Linked DNA regions of Zea mays: regions 1, 2, 3 and 5 are each linked to region 4. Evidence: chromatin contacts called from public Hi-C data. All regions are on one chromosome and are shown on one strand. The core of a region is the stretch at or near the end of the contact, and the rest is flanking DNA. Distances in the headings are between cores, read along the strand shown.

What was found. Hi-C and Micro-C count contacts between places; a contact is called where the count stands out from the background.
Region 1: a contact with region 4 is called in a Hi-C map of leaf, with 7 times the contacts expected there. The contact joins the promoter of LOC100283669 here to the promoter of LOC100276074 in region 4. A contact is called at or near these places in 6 of 25 Hi-C or Micro-C datasets (ear, endosperm, leaf and 2 more) and 1 of 3 datasets of contacts at active chromatin or transcription factors (seedling).
Region 2: a Hi-C map of ear shows a contact between it and region 4, with 2.4 times the contacts expected there. The contact joins the promoter of LOC100285584 here to the promoter of LOC100276074 in region 4. A contact is called at or near these places in 5 of 25 Hi-C or Micro-C datasets (ear, leaf, seedling and 1 more).
Region 3: a contact with region 4 is called in a Hi-C map of endosperm, with 3 times the contacts expected there. The contact joins the promoter of LOC100283017 here to the promoter of LOC100276074 in region 4. A contact is called at or near these places in 3 of 25 Hi-C or Micro-C datasets (ear, endosperm and tassel).
Region 5: a Hi-C map of leaf shows a contact between it and region 4, with 5 times the contacts expected there. The contact joins the promoter of LOC103630134 here to the promoter of LOC100276074 in region 4. A contact is called at or near these places in 4 of 25 Hi-C or Micro-C datasets (leaf and tassel).

Annotation. Positions count from the first base shown.
Region 1 is chr6:142,384,981-142,387,680 of Zm-B73-REFERENCE-NAM-5.0, forward strand. LOC100283669 (serine/threonine-protein phosphatase 5) reads right to left here and starts at 1,445. Exons shown (of 13, transcript NM_001412566.1): 1 at 1,256-1,445.
Region 2 is chr6:142,366,832-142,369,531 of Zm-B73-REFERENCE-NAM-5.0, forward strand. It overlaps LOC100285584, which reads left to right and starts at 1,320. Exons shown (of 4, transcript NM_001158475.2): 1 at 1,320-1,673; 2 at 1,752-2,174; 3 at 2,502-2,563; 4 at 2,681-2,700. The coding sequence starts at 1,521.
Region 3 is chr6:142,757,129-142,759,828 of Zm-B73-REFERENCE-NAM-5.0, forward strand. It overlaps LOC100283017, which reads left to right and starts at 1,272. Exons shown (of 1, transcript NM_001155919.2): 1 at 1,272-2,074. The coding sequence starts at 1,363. The coding sequence ends at 1,752. It also overlaps the pseudogene LOC103630136.
Region 4 is chr6:142,579,587-142,582,286 of Zm-B73-REFERENCE-NAM-5.0, forward strand. It overlaps LOC100276074 (Mediator of RNA polymerase II transcription subunit 32), which reads right to left and starts at 1,342. Exons shown (of 2, transcript NM_001149955.2): 1 at 780-1,342. The coding sequence starts at 1,223. The coding sequence ends at 780.
Region 5 is chr6:142,433,827-142,436,526 of Zm-B73-REFERENCE-NAM-5.0, forward strand. It overlaps LOC103630134 (B-box zinc finger protein 22), which reads right to left and starts at 1,368. Exons shown (of 3, transcript XM_020540220.3): 1 at 788-1,368; 2 at 169-663; 3 at 1-71. The coding sequence starts at 988.

The DNA.
Region 1 (2,700 bases), core at 195-2,694, 190 kb before region 4:
GTGACTAGACTGAATTTTATTGGAATGACACATAAAACGCAAAGATGCTTATATAGACACTTAAAGAGAGAAACCAAATGTGACATCAGCAAGCTTTTCCACAAGAGTCAGTCTACAATGGAAACAATTATTTCGCAGATGCTTAAATTGGTAAATTTAGAAACTTTTTCAAGCACTTGACCATATAATGTATTTACATCATAATCCAGTTAATTTTTTTATTTGGAGACAAAAGCCAGGCTCCTGTAAGAGATTGAAGCACCAGACACCTACACGAGCGCCGATTCAGGATGCAAGAACACATGCTGCCTCAAGGTAGCTTACACATGGATTGAGACCTTAGGTGTCTCCTAAGAGCCCAGTGCTGAACGTGCCCTTACAGAGTGGGTGTTAGAGAGATTGCTGGAGATGCTTAGCTTGGTGTCTAAAAAGTTAACTAGTGCGTGCCATTTATGGTCTCAATAGAAAAGAAAGGCATTAATTGCATCTGTGTATGTTGGTGATTGATTGAGGGGCATCATAGTCATTTCCCTTTCTCCTTAATCTGCCTTAAAATTCTTATACATGCAAATGCTTGTAGATGGAGAGAGTATGAATTATAAGTATGTTCAGTGCATAGAAATTATACAGCTGGATTCATATTTCAAAATGCTTCCAAACTATATCAGTTTCCTAGTTACAGATGATACGTTTTGTGAGAAACCAATGGCCAAAGTATAACATTAAAGACAAAAGAAAAACAAATATGCCTATAAAATTGTGGAACAAAGGGAGTACCTTCTGAACAATATTTCGCTAGGTGCTTACCACTTAAGTTCTACCAAATGACCCCAGAAAGAAACTATAACGCAATTAAACATAATGGAAGTCCTAGGGGGTGTCACTGCTGAACTTGATCAGCGAATCCATTGGAAGCACGCATCGCAGCCTCGCAGGTTTCAAGTATATTTTTGCAGCAGCATGTTTCGCACAGCAGAAAGGGATAATCGGCACAATACGGGGGCTGACCCAGTTAAGGACATGGGCATACACATATACACCCGAAAAAATTGCAAAGCAATCGAAGTTAGCAGGCATATTACATGCATATACAATTAGATTCAGATCTGAATACGAATAGTATGTTAGGGTTTGGGCACACGGCTTCGCACAGCAGTAAGGGAAGACCTAGGGGTGGAGTACCTACCAGTAGTAAGTTAGGGTTTGGGCGCACGGCTTCGGACAGCAGGAAGGGAAGACCACGATGAGGGCGTACCTGGCGATTATCGTCGCCGGCGATGGGGTCAAAATAGGGCGGCAGCGACGGCCGACGGCCGGCGCAGTCGTCGAAGTTTGGTGTTGAGCAGACTCTACCACGCTGGTGGGATCAGGTAGGGTTTTGCTTGAAGCGTACAGGTATAGTACAGGCCTACAGGGCCGGCGTGAGCTTAAGGCCCGTTTGGATCAGCGAGATTTTAGGGCTCATTTGATATCTAGACTAAATTCTGTCATTATCGCATATTTAATGCTAGTAATAAGTATTAAATATAGTCTATTTATCAAACTAATTATATAGATAAAAACTAAACCATAAAATGAACCTATTAAATCTAATTACTCTATGATTCGCTTATATGATGCTACAATAAACATTTGTCAATCATAAATTAAGTTTAATAATTTTTCTCGTCGTTTAGTCTTTAGATGTGTAATTAGTTTTGTAATTGAACTATATTTAATACTTGTAATAGTAATTCAATATCTGATATGACACACATTAAACTTTAGTCCTGGAACCAAATATCCTCTAAGTCTCGTTATATCTGATGTTTAGATAGTAGTTATTAATTAGAGGTATTAAATAAAGTTCAATTGCAAAACTACAAAACTAATTAGATAAGAACTAAATGGTAAAATGAGCTTATTAATATTAATTAGTTCATGATTCGTTTATTTGATACTACAATAAACATTTGTTAGTCATAGATTAACTTGGTTTAATAAATTTGTCTCGTCTTTTAGACTTCATCTATATCATTAGTTTTGTAATTATACATTTTAATACTTATAATTAGCATTCAAACATATGATGTGTCACGGACTAAACTTTAGTGTAGAGAACCAAACACACCCTAGGAACGACATTGAAAATGGTAACACTATTCGATCCTGAATTGGTTAGTTCTTTCAGATGGGTTTAGAGTTCTTCGTATTTCTAGTACGTGTATGAAACATACGTAAGAGGGGTGAATTAAGTCTTCTATTTTATCGCTATAAACTAGACCAATAATTATTATTTTTTAAATAAAACATATGCAAATAATAAAGAGAGCTAGTGCAACTAAGGTTTGTCTAAGTATTGTTATCTCTAACGCAAAACGGAGTTATGCAATCTAAGTTCTAGTCCTACCAACTAGCCTATTTTCTAACCTGAGAATATAAATGCAGAAACTTAAACGAGGTATAGATGCAAACTCTCGTTGATGCGCCGGTATATTTACCAAGGTATCAAAAATCACACAAAGTTCTTATTAATCCTCATTGGTGCCCTACATAACAGGAAGTCCACGTGAGGGTCAAGCACCTCGGACAAGTAACTTCGTATATAGCCTCGGGCCTTCTCTACACGCAAGTGGTGCTTCGCTTTCGGTTTATCTTGAATAATTTCCATCGTCTTCACTATTGAGCTTCTGTTGGGGGCCTTCGGCTCCGAAGGTCCTC
Region 2 (2,700 bases), core at 70-2,569, 210 kb before region 4:
GTTGGCTATATTATTAGTCTCGCTCTGAAACAACTTCTATAGATTCTGATGCAACTCCTGTAGATTGGTGACTATATGATGCAACTTTTCTACGTTGTCAAGTTGAGCAGAGTATACAGATTTTCTAGTGGCACATCCCGACTTCCATACACAGAAACAAATATCCCAGTAAACCAGGCAGAGACTGGGAGACCCTTTCATCATCTGAATTGCTCCAGAAAAGCAAGCAAGCAAGAAGAATCGTCTGAAAATAACAAATGACAACACCGGGCTAAGCTGTATTTGGCAGCATTCCGTGCACTCCACGCCGGCCCTTTCTTCATTTATTATTATTGTTGAGATCAAGCAATGATCGGATCGTGCACAAATTAAGGATAAGGTATATGTAATCTAATAAATTAACAGCCATATAAATAATAGAGATGCGGTTCAGCACAAGCCAGGCTCACTCTGAAAGTTGTCAAAGACTTCCATTAATTAGGCAATACAACCACGTCAACACACATACACAAAAAAAAACCCAAAGGACAAAGCGATGGGCCTTTTTCACTTCCCCGTGAAGCTAGGAGCGCCTGATTGCCGTGACGATCCTGGTAAAGCGTAGTCAAATCGTCCCAACTACTCTGCTTTTGAGACGTCAGTTTGTTGGGAATGACCTTAATTATCCAAACAGTCATCGGTAGGGCGGATCGCGGACCATTCATCTCATGGTTGACTGTCAATTATGAGATGCATGGTCCGCGGAATCATTTTTACCTATAGCAGAATCGTTTTAATCGGCAAAAAGAAAGCTCAACACAAATCAAACACAACTACGGATCTTAAAAGCAATCAATAGGACATGGCAAACTGCCCGATCGAGACAAAAAGAGAATATAGAGATGTCATTACGTTACGTACGTAAACATTAGAGAAGTGACTGACTTCTATGACTAGCCTTTTTGTTTCCTCTATACAATCTATCAGATTTTTGATAATCCTTAGAAAAACGACCAAGTTCACCAGCACGTGTGAAGCAACAGAACAGAAGTCATTTTGTCCATCTTCTCGTACTTGAAGCAAGTAGTCTTTAAATGCTTAATTTCTTTTTTTCCCCGCTTTGTTCTTGATATTTTGGCAGTTCGTGATCGGGGTCAGCCGCTACATGGCTGTTGATCACACGAGAGCTATAACTCATCAACAGCTCCCGAATGAGGGAGTTTGCGTTCACATCGTTGCCCATTATATTATTTAAAACCCTTTTTATTATATGGATTGTGAAGAATTCCCGGACACACGGTAGACTGATGACTAGTTTAGTTGGTCAGTACGACGAAGGCAATCAGGATAAATATACTATCCTTTTGCGAGACACATGGACACGCGGTGCGCGTCGTCGTCTAGCTGGAGCTGGCAGACCCCATAAATAGTGCTTTAGACCAAGCTGCGCCCTCGTGCTCGTCGTCGTCATCTTCTTCCTCCTCCTCCTCCAAGCAGCACGGAGCGATTAGCTGCTGCTGCTGCCGCTGCAGCGGGCAGAGATGGCAGGAGCAGAGGTTGCCAACGGCGTGCACGACGGCGCCCTGGATTTGGAGGAAGGCAGAGGAGGCGGAGTCGATGGAGCGGGGTGTGAGAGCTCGGAGCAGGACGGAGCCGGTCGCCGCCCCATGTTCTCCGTGCCGTTCGTGCAGAAGGTAGCTTTCTTGATGGTTTGTGTGACGTGAGTGTGCGTGTGCGACGACACGACGTACGTTTAATTGGGGTGGTTGCAGATCCTGGCGGAGGCGTTGGGGACCTACTTCCTGATCTTCGCCGGGTGCGCGGCGGTGGCGGTGAACCTGCGGACGGGCGGCACGGTGACGTTCCCGGGCATCTGCGCCGTGTGGGGCCTGGCCGTGATGGTGATGGTGTACTCCGTGGGCCACATCTCCGGCGCGCACCTCAACCCGGCCGTCTCCCTCGCCTTCGCCACCTGCGGCCGCTTCCCCTGGAGGCAGGTGCCGGCGTACGCGGCGGCGCAGGTCACGGGGGCCACGGCGGCCAGCCTGACGCTGCGCCTCCTGTTCGGGAGCGCGCGGGAGCACTTCTTCGGCACGGTGCCCGCCGGCTCGGACGCGCAGTCGCTCGTCGTCGAGTTCATCATCTCCTTCAACCTCATGTTCGTCGTCTCCGGCGTCGCCACGGACAACAGAGCCGTAAGCGCCAAACCATGATTATATTATACTACATGAAATTCTTCTGATTGTTCAACCTCGACGACGATCTCTCCGTCCGTCACGGGTCCTGCTTAGCTGCACCTGTTCACCATCAGTCGACAGTCGCCCGCACGCATCCGAAATTTTAAAATAATATCGTCTAGTAGGAGGCTTCCTGGTCAAGACTCGGACGAGCCATCGCTGTTCGGCCGGGCGTTGCTTTCTAGTTGGATTATGGTTGCCTGTCACTTTTAACGAAAAAGGGCAAAAAAAATGGATAAATTTTAGTCGACGATATGCAAGCATCTGATGAATCTACTGTTGCAGATCGGCGAACTCGCCGGCCTCGCCGTTGGAGCCACCGTCCTGCTAAACGTGCTCTTTGCCGGGTGGGTATAAATACGTACAGTTCATATACCTTGTAAAAACTAATACTAATTCAGTGCACTAGCTAGTTAAAAAAACGCAGCTCATGTGATGGGATGCTGATGCGATGCGCTGCGCAGGCCTATATCAGGAGCGTCCA
Region 3 (2,700 bases), core at 22-2,521, 180 kb after region 4:
AGAAGTTTAGTCTTTGCATCTAGGCTAGAGTTTTTTAAACGATAGGGTAAAGCTATTGCTTGTAGTACAACACTGCTCGTATTTCAGTGTGCAGGTCTGCTAGAAGGCGGAGATGCATTTTATCGGTCTCTATATTTTTATCCACTTATCTTCATTTTTTGATTTTTTGTTTTAGGCTCTCTTCTTCTTGGACCTAAAGCAGTTAGAGGTGCCCTTTCTAGAATAACTTTTGGTCTTTCCGTTAGTGAGGTCAGTCATCCTTTAGTTTTATCTTATTGTATGGTTTATTAATCCATCATCATTGAATATTTGAATGTCCTATTTATATTAATTTGATTTGTCGTATCCTTCACATAAATAGGTGTTATAACCTAAATTTTGCATTGTGATGTCTCTACTACCAACACCTATTTTCTTAGAAGGCTACTTGGTAGTAATTTTTGTACTAGCTACAAGAAACCCACTTTATGCAATAAATATCCATTATTTGAGTGTGAATGTTTGTCACTGAACAATCAATAACGCCTTCATATGAAACTAACCTTTCTCTAATGTGAACAGTGCAATGTTGAGGGCGGGGTCTCGCTTCCACGGGACCTTTAGGGCTGGTTTGGTGCACATGGAATTGGAGGGGATCCATGGGGGAGTAATTCCCTTCTTATTTAAATTTGAATAGGGAGGGGATTCCTCCCACATGGATCCCCTTCAATTCCCTGTCCACCAAATCAGCTCTTAGGGAGGATATGCGTGCGTTCTCGAACGTTCTGGTGGCCTAGAAATACACGTTTCCCAGGCCGGCAACGTCGACGCCGACGCGGTCACGCCTTTTTTTTCAGCCGACTAGTTCACGTGCTCGACGACGGCGAGCGTCTGTCTAGGTGCGTACAGGACGGCAGGCGCTCAATACGTCCACCCACAGTTTCAATTTGCTCAGTTAAAGTATTTAAATCGATTCAGCGACTGTTTCTGTTGTATCGATCCGATGCTGTACAAACACATTTATTTCTGTATTTATTAATAGACTAATATACACTTCATTGTATAATAGAGTCTCTTAATTGTATTTTGTAGTTAGAGAACTATTTCGATGTCTCTCCACTATGCATACCCCACTATACATACCCTTAATCACAGCACAAATCAGCACAAATGTACACCTATAAATATGACGCACGGACGGCCTCGTTTCTCTCCCGCGCAGCAATCCTCGGCCTCTCACTCCCATCCTCCCGCGCTTAGAAAACCAGGGCCACCAAGGGCTGTGGCGTGCCATTCAGTCCGGCCACGCACTCAAGCAATCATCGTTCTTTCGAAACGCAACAGCAAGAAGAACAACCACGCACATCGCCGTTCCATCGATTCATGGGTCGCCTCGGCACCGCGACGACGCTGGTGGCCCTCGCGGCCTGCCTCCTCTACTGCTCTGCTTCGTCGGCGACGCTGGCCTACGCCGGCGCTGCGCCGACGGACCTTGGGGCGCTGCGGCCGACGTGCGACGGGACGCTTGGGCAGTGCGCGGTGGGGAGCGACGAGGAGCAGGAGGTGGGCGGCAGCGACGCGTTCCTGCGGCGGGCGCTGGCGCAGCGGCAGCCCACCAACCGGTACATCAGCTACGCGGCGCTGCGCGCGGATCAGGTGCCGTGCAACCAGCGCGGCCGCTCTTACTACAGCAACTGCGCGTCGCAGAAGCCCGCCAACCCCTACCGCCGCGGATGCTCCGCCATCACCCGATGCGCACGCAACACCAACTGACCCATCCGATTTATCATTCCTAGCTAAATTCTCATCCATGACGGTTGACGGCGTGACCGTATGATTTGAGGATTATATATAAATATATTGGGCGCATCCAAGAGATCCAGCCATGGCAGATGTGGATCCATCCATTGACGTGCAGGTCCATCCAGAGGTAGAGGAGGAAGACAGGGAACACATGTCCAAGTGTTGTTTGGATTGACATGGATGTTTCCACTTTTTTGTGTTAATTTATCTTTTTGTGATGAATGATCGACGTCTACGTATGTACCATAAGTACTAGTAGTTCCATTATTGTTTTGATTTTTTATGGCTTTTGTTATCTTTGGCGATTATTGTGCTTTTATGACCGGTTTGTACTGAAATAACTGGATTCCACAAAGGAGTCTGGACTAGCTTCTGACTAACTGTAACAGTATACATATCTTCTATCTCTACTACTACATAAGAAGCTAATGTAGACGTTCACAAAAGCTTTTGGTGCACGGTTCTGCCGAGGATCTCCGCTATCAACGCCCGCCATTGGATCGGACCAGTACGCGATATCAGCACCGCCCGTTGCCGAGGCCGCCATCAACGCCATCCTCCCGCAATCCCCACCCTCGCCACCTCCATTTCCTCAGAGGAAACACCCTGCACAACACGACTCCTCCCCATCTACCGCTACCTTTCTACCTACCCATCTAGCACCCCTCGCTCGCAAATCGCAATGGCGCTGGCCACCAACTCCGCCGCAGCAGCCGCGGCCGTGTCCGGTGGCGCGGCATCGCAGCCGCGCCGCGCAGCCGCGTTCCTCCCGCTGAAGAGGCGTACCATCTCCGCCATCCACGCAGCCGACCCGTCCAAGAACAACGGGCCCGTGGTCCCCGCGGCCGCAGGCGCCAAGTCGTCCTCCTCGGCGGTGGCCACGCCGGAGAAAAAGCCAGCGGCGCCCGGGAAGTGGGC
Region 4 (2,700 bases), core at 92-2,591:
TCCTAGACCCCACTCGTGTGAGAGCCTCCAGCACTGGATCAGCCCTTTTTTAGTTTTTTTGTCTATCTCAAACCAGGGATCCCAAGTTCCCAACCTTATCTCTTCACTCAACAAAAGAGTTGACTCAAAATCAAAAACTGCAACAACCAATCCCCATACACTGGCTGGTCCAAACAGGTACAGACTTAAAACTGGCGCAGCATTATACCCCCAGGTTTTTTTTTTCTGGTCATCATGTAATTAGATCTATATACCTCTCATGCTTTGTCACGACACTATAATTTTTTTTTATGGAGAGCAGCATTTTAGCAATCTGTGTAAAGATTGGGCAATAACCAATGGGCATAAAGACATTAATGCTGAGTAGTAGTATATCTCAAAATGGAAAGGTAAAAACAACAGCCAGCAAATCGCAATGATTTAGGTGCTGTTTGGTTCAAAAAATGTAACGCAAATGGTAATGGTAATAGTTTACGCTCGATTACTGGCGGTAACAAATTTGAATAGGCTGGTATCAAATTTTAGTACGGTATCTGATTACGGTTGGACTATAACAAACATGATTTAACGTTATCCATTACCCATTACGTTACAAATATATGAACCAAACGGCACCTTAGTTCATGTTCTTGCAAATATCAACACGCAAGGTTAATGCTGTCACTCATAGAAACACAGCAACGACAAGTTCTTTGTTTTCTATTGAAGGAAAAATGCTACAATTTTCATATGAGAAGGGCGATGCTACTAGTTTAATTCAGTAACTCCATAGTCCATACCTACTGGGCACCCTCCTCCGGGTGTTGCCCTCCAGCGCCGGCATTTGGGGTAGCGGCACCGCCACTGCCGCCGGTCCCTTGAGCAGAGGCGCCGTGCTGGAGCTCGATGACGAGCCATCGGACGGCCTTGCTCATCTGCTCGAGGCGGACGGCGCTGATGGGCTTGATGCCGGGGGCGGCAACGGATCCGGCGGAGGCGGACCCCGTGGCCTCGTCGACGAGGCACTCGGAGCCGATGCGCTGGCGGATGGACTCGACGAGCTCTTCGGCGTGGTCGCAGGCGACGCGGAAGATCTCCCAGCGCTGCTTGAAGGCCTCGAGCGCGGCGTCCGTGGCCGCCGTCTTCTTCTCGCCGCCCGACTGTACGCGGGCCTCCACCACAGCCGCCGCCGCCGCCATGAAGTCGTCGTACGCCGCGCTCAGGTGGTCCACAGTCGCCTCCATCCCTCCCTCACCCCCAGCTTCTGACGATCCAATTCGGCCTCAGCCCCCAATTCGACACGACGACCCCGAAACCGAAAGCAAAGCGTGAAAACAGGAAATGCCGAAATGGCCCAATCGATATCGGGTCGAGATCAGGATGGGCCTTTTTATTCGACATACGCATCTGGACCAGGGCTAGAGATTGTAGGCATGGATTTTTTTCTAAAAAAATAATATTGTTTTCCCAGACCGTATAGTAAATAAATTCTAAAAATTACATTATTGGACGCGTGTTGTTGGGAAGCTCGCGATCAATCGTGCGGACAGAACGTAGGAAGTGGCGGATCCAGAGCTACTATACGTGGTCTTTTTTTTACAAGACTCTCGTTTATCCTAATTGTTTTAGAATTAGAATCATCTTTCTTCTGGTTCTTGATGAAAAATTTATCCATCCTATTCTTATAAGCATGGGATTACTACCAAATAAATAATCAAATCAAAATTTCAAATCAAACTTAAAGCAAACAATAGCACATGTTTCACCTTCACTGCTTGTCTGCTTCACAGATCACAGCTTCACCTTCGTTGCTTCTGCTTCGCAGTTCGCATGGGACGTCCTATTCCTGCATGATCTGTCACAGATTAGCAGAAACTCTCTTGGCCTCCTATTCCTTCATCGTCCCAAACTCCCAACAGAACAAGGAACCCCCAACAGAAAGCTTGGAGGGGCATTGGCACACGCCGCACACCGCGCATGGCATTATGGCAAGGCCATACATCACTGGCTGTCTGGCTCATCACTCCAATGCAAGAACAAGCTAATAGCTAAGCACACTTTCTTCTCAGCGCGTGTGTACAAACCTGAGCTCCACGAATTAGCAGAAGGAGGGAGCGCGGAGTGGCGGCTGGACAGCGGCGTGGTCAAGGCGGTGCTCCGGGCGGGGCTAGCGGCGGTGTTCCGGCGGTCCGGCCTCCGGGCGAGCGACGCTGCGGGTTGCAGCGGTGCTCCGGGCGTCGGGGCGTGGGCGGTTGGAGGCCTGAAGCTCGTGGGTAGAGGGAGGAGGAGCGACCTACGACTGGGAGGCTGTTCACGCGGTCGCGCGGCTGGAGCTGATGGGCTTATTCGCTGATTTTTGGGCCGCGACCGGGCTGCAGCCCAGGCAGCCCCAGCCTCGGTTGGAGATCCGCCACTGAATGTAGGAAGAGCTGAGTGGTGTGTTGGCTTACTGCTACGATTGTCCCTATTGATTGTGACTCTGATTAGATAGTTCTAGACATGTCATCTGGCTTGACATGTAACCAAATGGGTGTGTTATTATCAGTGAATCACTCTATTAATACACAATACGTAGTATATTAAACGTTACCGTACATTGAAAGCAATTGTTGGGGGTAAGCCTTTGCAGGAGGTCCTTAATTAAAATCAACTAATCTTAACCACTTTATCATTTATTCCGAGAGCAACCAATTCATGTTTGCCGAAGGTCGCTAATGCAGG
Region 5 (2,700 bases), core at 118-2,617, 150 kb before region 4:
TCCCGCTCCTCCTCCGACGAGCGGTAGTACGGGGAGCCACCCGCGCTGTCCCCGAGCTTCCCGCTGTCGGCCTGCCGAGATGACAGGAAACGCGACGGCAGAATGTCAGAAAGACGACTAGACAGTAAACACGATCTACGATCCAAAAAAACAGAGGTCTGCGCTGACCTTGGAGTTGCCGCTCTCGCCGAAGCTGAAGCCGCCGTTGAAGTCGCTAACGCCGCGGAAGAACTCGCCCAGCGGCCAATCCATGACCCCGCCGGCGATGCGGCCCTGCCCGGCACCGAAAGCCGGCGCCCGCGGAGTCCGCTTCGGCGTGGCCCTGGGCGCCGCCTCCGCGAGGCGGGGGGCAGGGGAGCCGAACTCCTCCTGCACGGCCGACCAGTCCGTGAGGCTCCCGGTAGCGCCGGCGCCGGCCGCCCAGCCGAAGTCGCTCTCGCTGTAGAGCGGCGGGGTCGGCTCGCTCTTCGCCGGCGGGGGAGACGACGCCTCTCGCTGCTCCAGGGAGAGGTCGTCAGGCTCGAGCTCCTGGCCGACCTGGACGCCGGTTAACAAGAACCGGCGGTGCGCCGAGACGAAGGAGTTGGCAGTGTGCACGGCGACGTCGCAGCTCCGGCAGAGCAGCGCGCGGTCCTCCAGGCAGAAGAAGTAGGCGTCGCATTCCTGAACCGCGTTGGCGGCGAGGATGACCAGTCAGTCAGTCGGTGAAGCCAAGTCCGCAGATACTTATTATACTATCCATCTATGTAGAAGACAAACAAGAATGAGCACGTAGCATATGTCGCACCTGGCATATGTCGCACTTGGGCGGCGACACGGCGGCGGCGCCTTGGCCGCCGGGGGCGAGGAGAGGCAGGCGCTGGTGTTTGCCTGCCAATCGGTTCGCCGCGTGGACCTCTCGGTCGCAGCGCGCGCAGAGTGCGGCGTCGTCGGCGCAGCAGAGGACGCTCGCCTCCGCCGCCTCGCATGCACTGCACAGCACCTTCATGAACTTCTTCGCCGCCGGAGGTTAGCCGGTTCTCTCTCGCGCTCTAACGCGCGCCAACAAGGCGGGGAAAGGGAGCTCGATAGCTGCGCTGGGAATCGAATGTCAATTCCAATGGCGCGTGAGGGCTGGGGATTGTGGTGGTGGGCGAGCGGCATGGGGGTGGCGGTGTGGTATTATGGAGGCGCGCGGCGTGGGGAGGAATGGGAATGGAATGGATTCGTGGCGTGGGCGCAGCGGAGGGGACGAAGGGGGCGACGTCGCCGGCTCCTGTTGGACGAGGCGTCGAGGCCTCACGGCCGCACAAATGCGACCATCGTGCTTACCAACTAGTGACGAGTGTACCAATAATAACAAGGAAATAGATTGAAGCCAATGCATCCGTAAGTTCTACAAGTCAGTATGCCTTGGGTGCCATCATCATCTTCGACAGGTGAATATGTGCAAAATATATATTTTGACATAATGTTTTATAGTCATTAATTTATTGGTATTCGCGACGAAGAAAACAAACAATTTAAATTTAAATGTATGTTTAATATTAAAAACGACAAGTGATATTCCTTGTATAGCTAAAATATTATATGGGCCTTAACCTCTATTCGACATATAAAATGCATGCAGGTTACATGGTAGACACATTAAATCGGACTAATCGGTTGCTCGTGTGTTGCAACGGCTTACAACGATACCCACGTAAAATATCTAAAAAAATCTCAATATTTTTTATTGATTGTCTCCGCTCTCCATATAATATTTTTTGATTTGGCTAACTGATGTTATTGTTTACTCCATCTAATATGTCTTGGTACAACACACCCAATAAAGTGAACGATTAGAAGAGAGTTCACAACGACTGATTGAACGAATAAAAATTATAGAATGACATAATTTCATCATACAGAGACCAAATAAGAGAGTTTGTGAGCTCAAATTTCTAAAATAAGTCACATGAACTCAAACTTATAAAAAATAGATCAAAATATAGAGTGATTGCTAAAGTCGGGCATCAATAAAAACCGGATGCGCTCCATATAAATATGCTACTTCATAGCAATTACTAACGTTTAAAACCAACAAATAACCTTTCATTTTATTGTTATTGTTACAAATCATTGGTGCTCCATCCAATTAAGAAACCTCAAACACCATGGAGTCCATTGCGCCAATATGTCTTAGAAACGATCTAATACTTGCAAAAGCCAAGAACGCCATGCCGTGCTTGGGCTGTAGCCTTGGCCCATAGTGCTGGCTCGACACGATTATATTTTTTTATTTTATAAAAAACGTATACATATATACAATTTATATTCAATATTAAAAACATCTGAGTATAATGTTCTATTGGTTAGACATCTTCATCCAGTGTCTCCCGCCCTTCTTCCATCAGAGCATAGGTTCGAACCCCACCTCTTGGACCGTTTTTAACATTTTACGCTGATTTAATCAAATGGGTCTACAAGCTAACGGGCCGGCCCGACACAATCAGCAGGTCCGCATGACGTGCCTAGGCCAGAGCTGTGGCCCGCGGACGTCTGGCCCGTGTCGGGCCGCCGTTTGGCCATCTATAGGCGGGCAACAGGTTAATTTGAAATAGCTGTGATGGGTTATTTGTAAAAAGATGACGCGGGACTAGTGCTGGGAATCTGGGCCGGGCTTTTCGGGCCAGCACGAGCACGACCCAAAAATAAGAGCCCAAAGCACGGCCCGACACG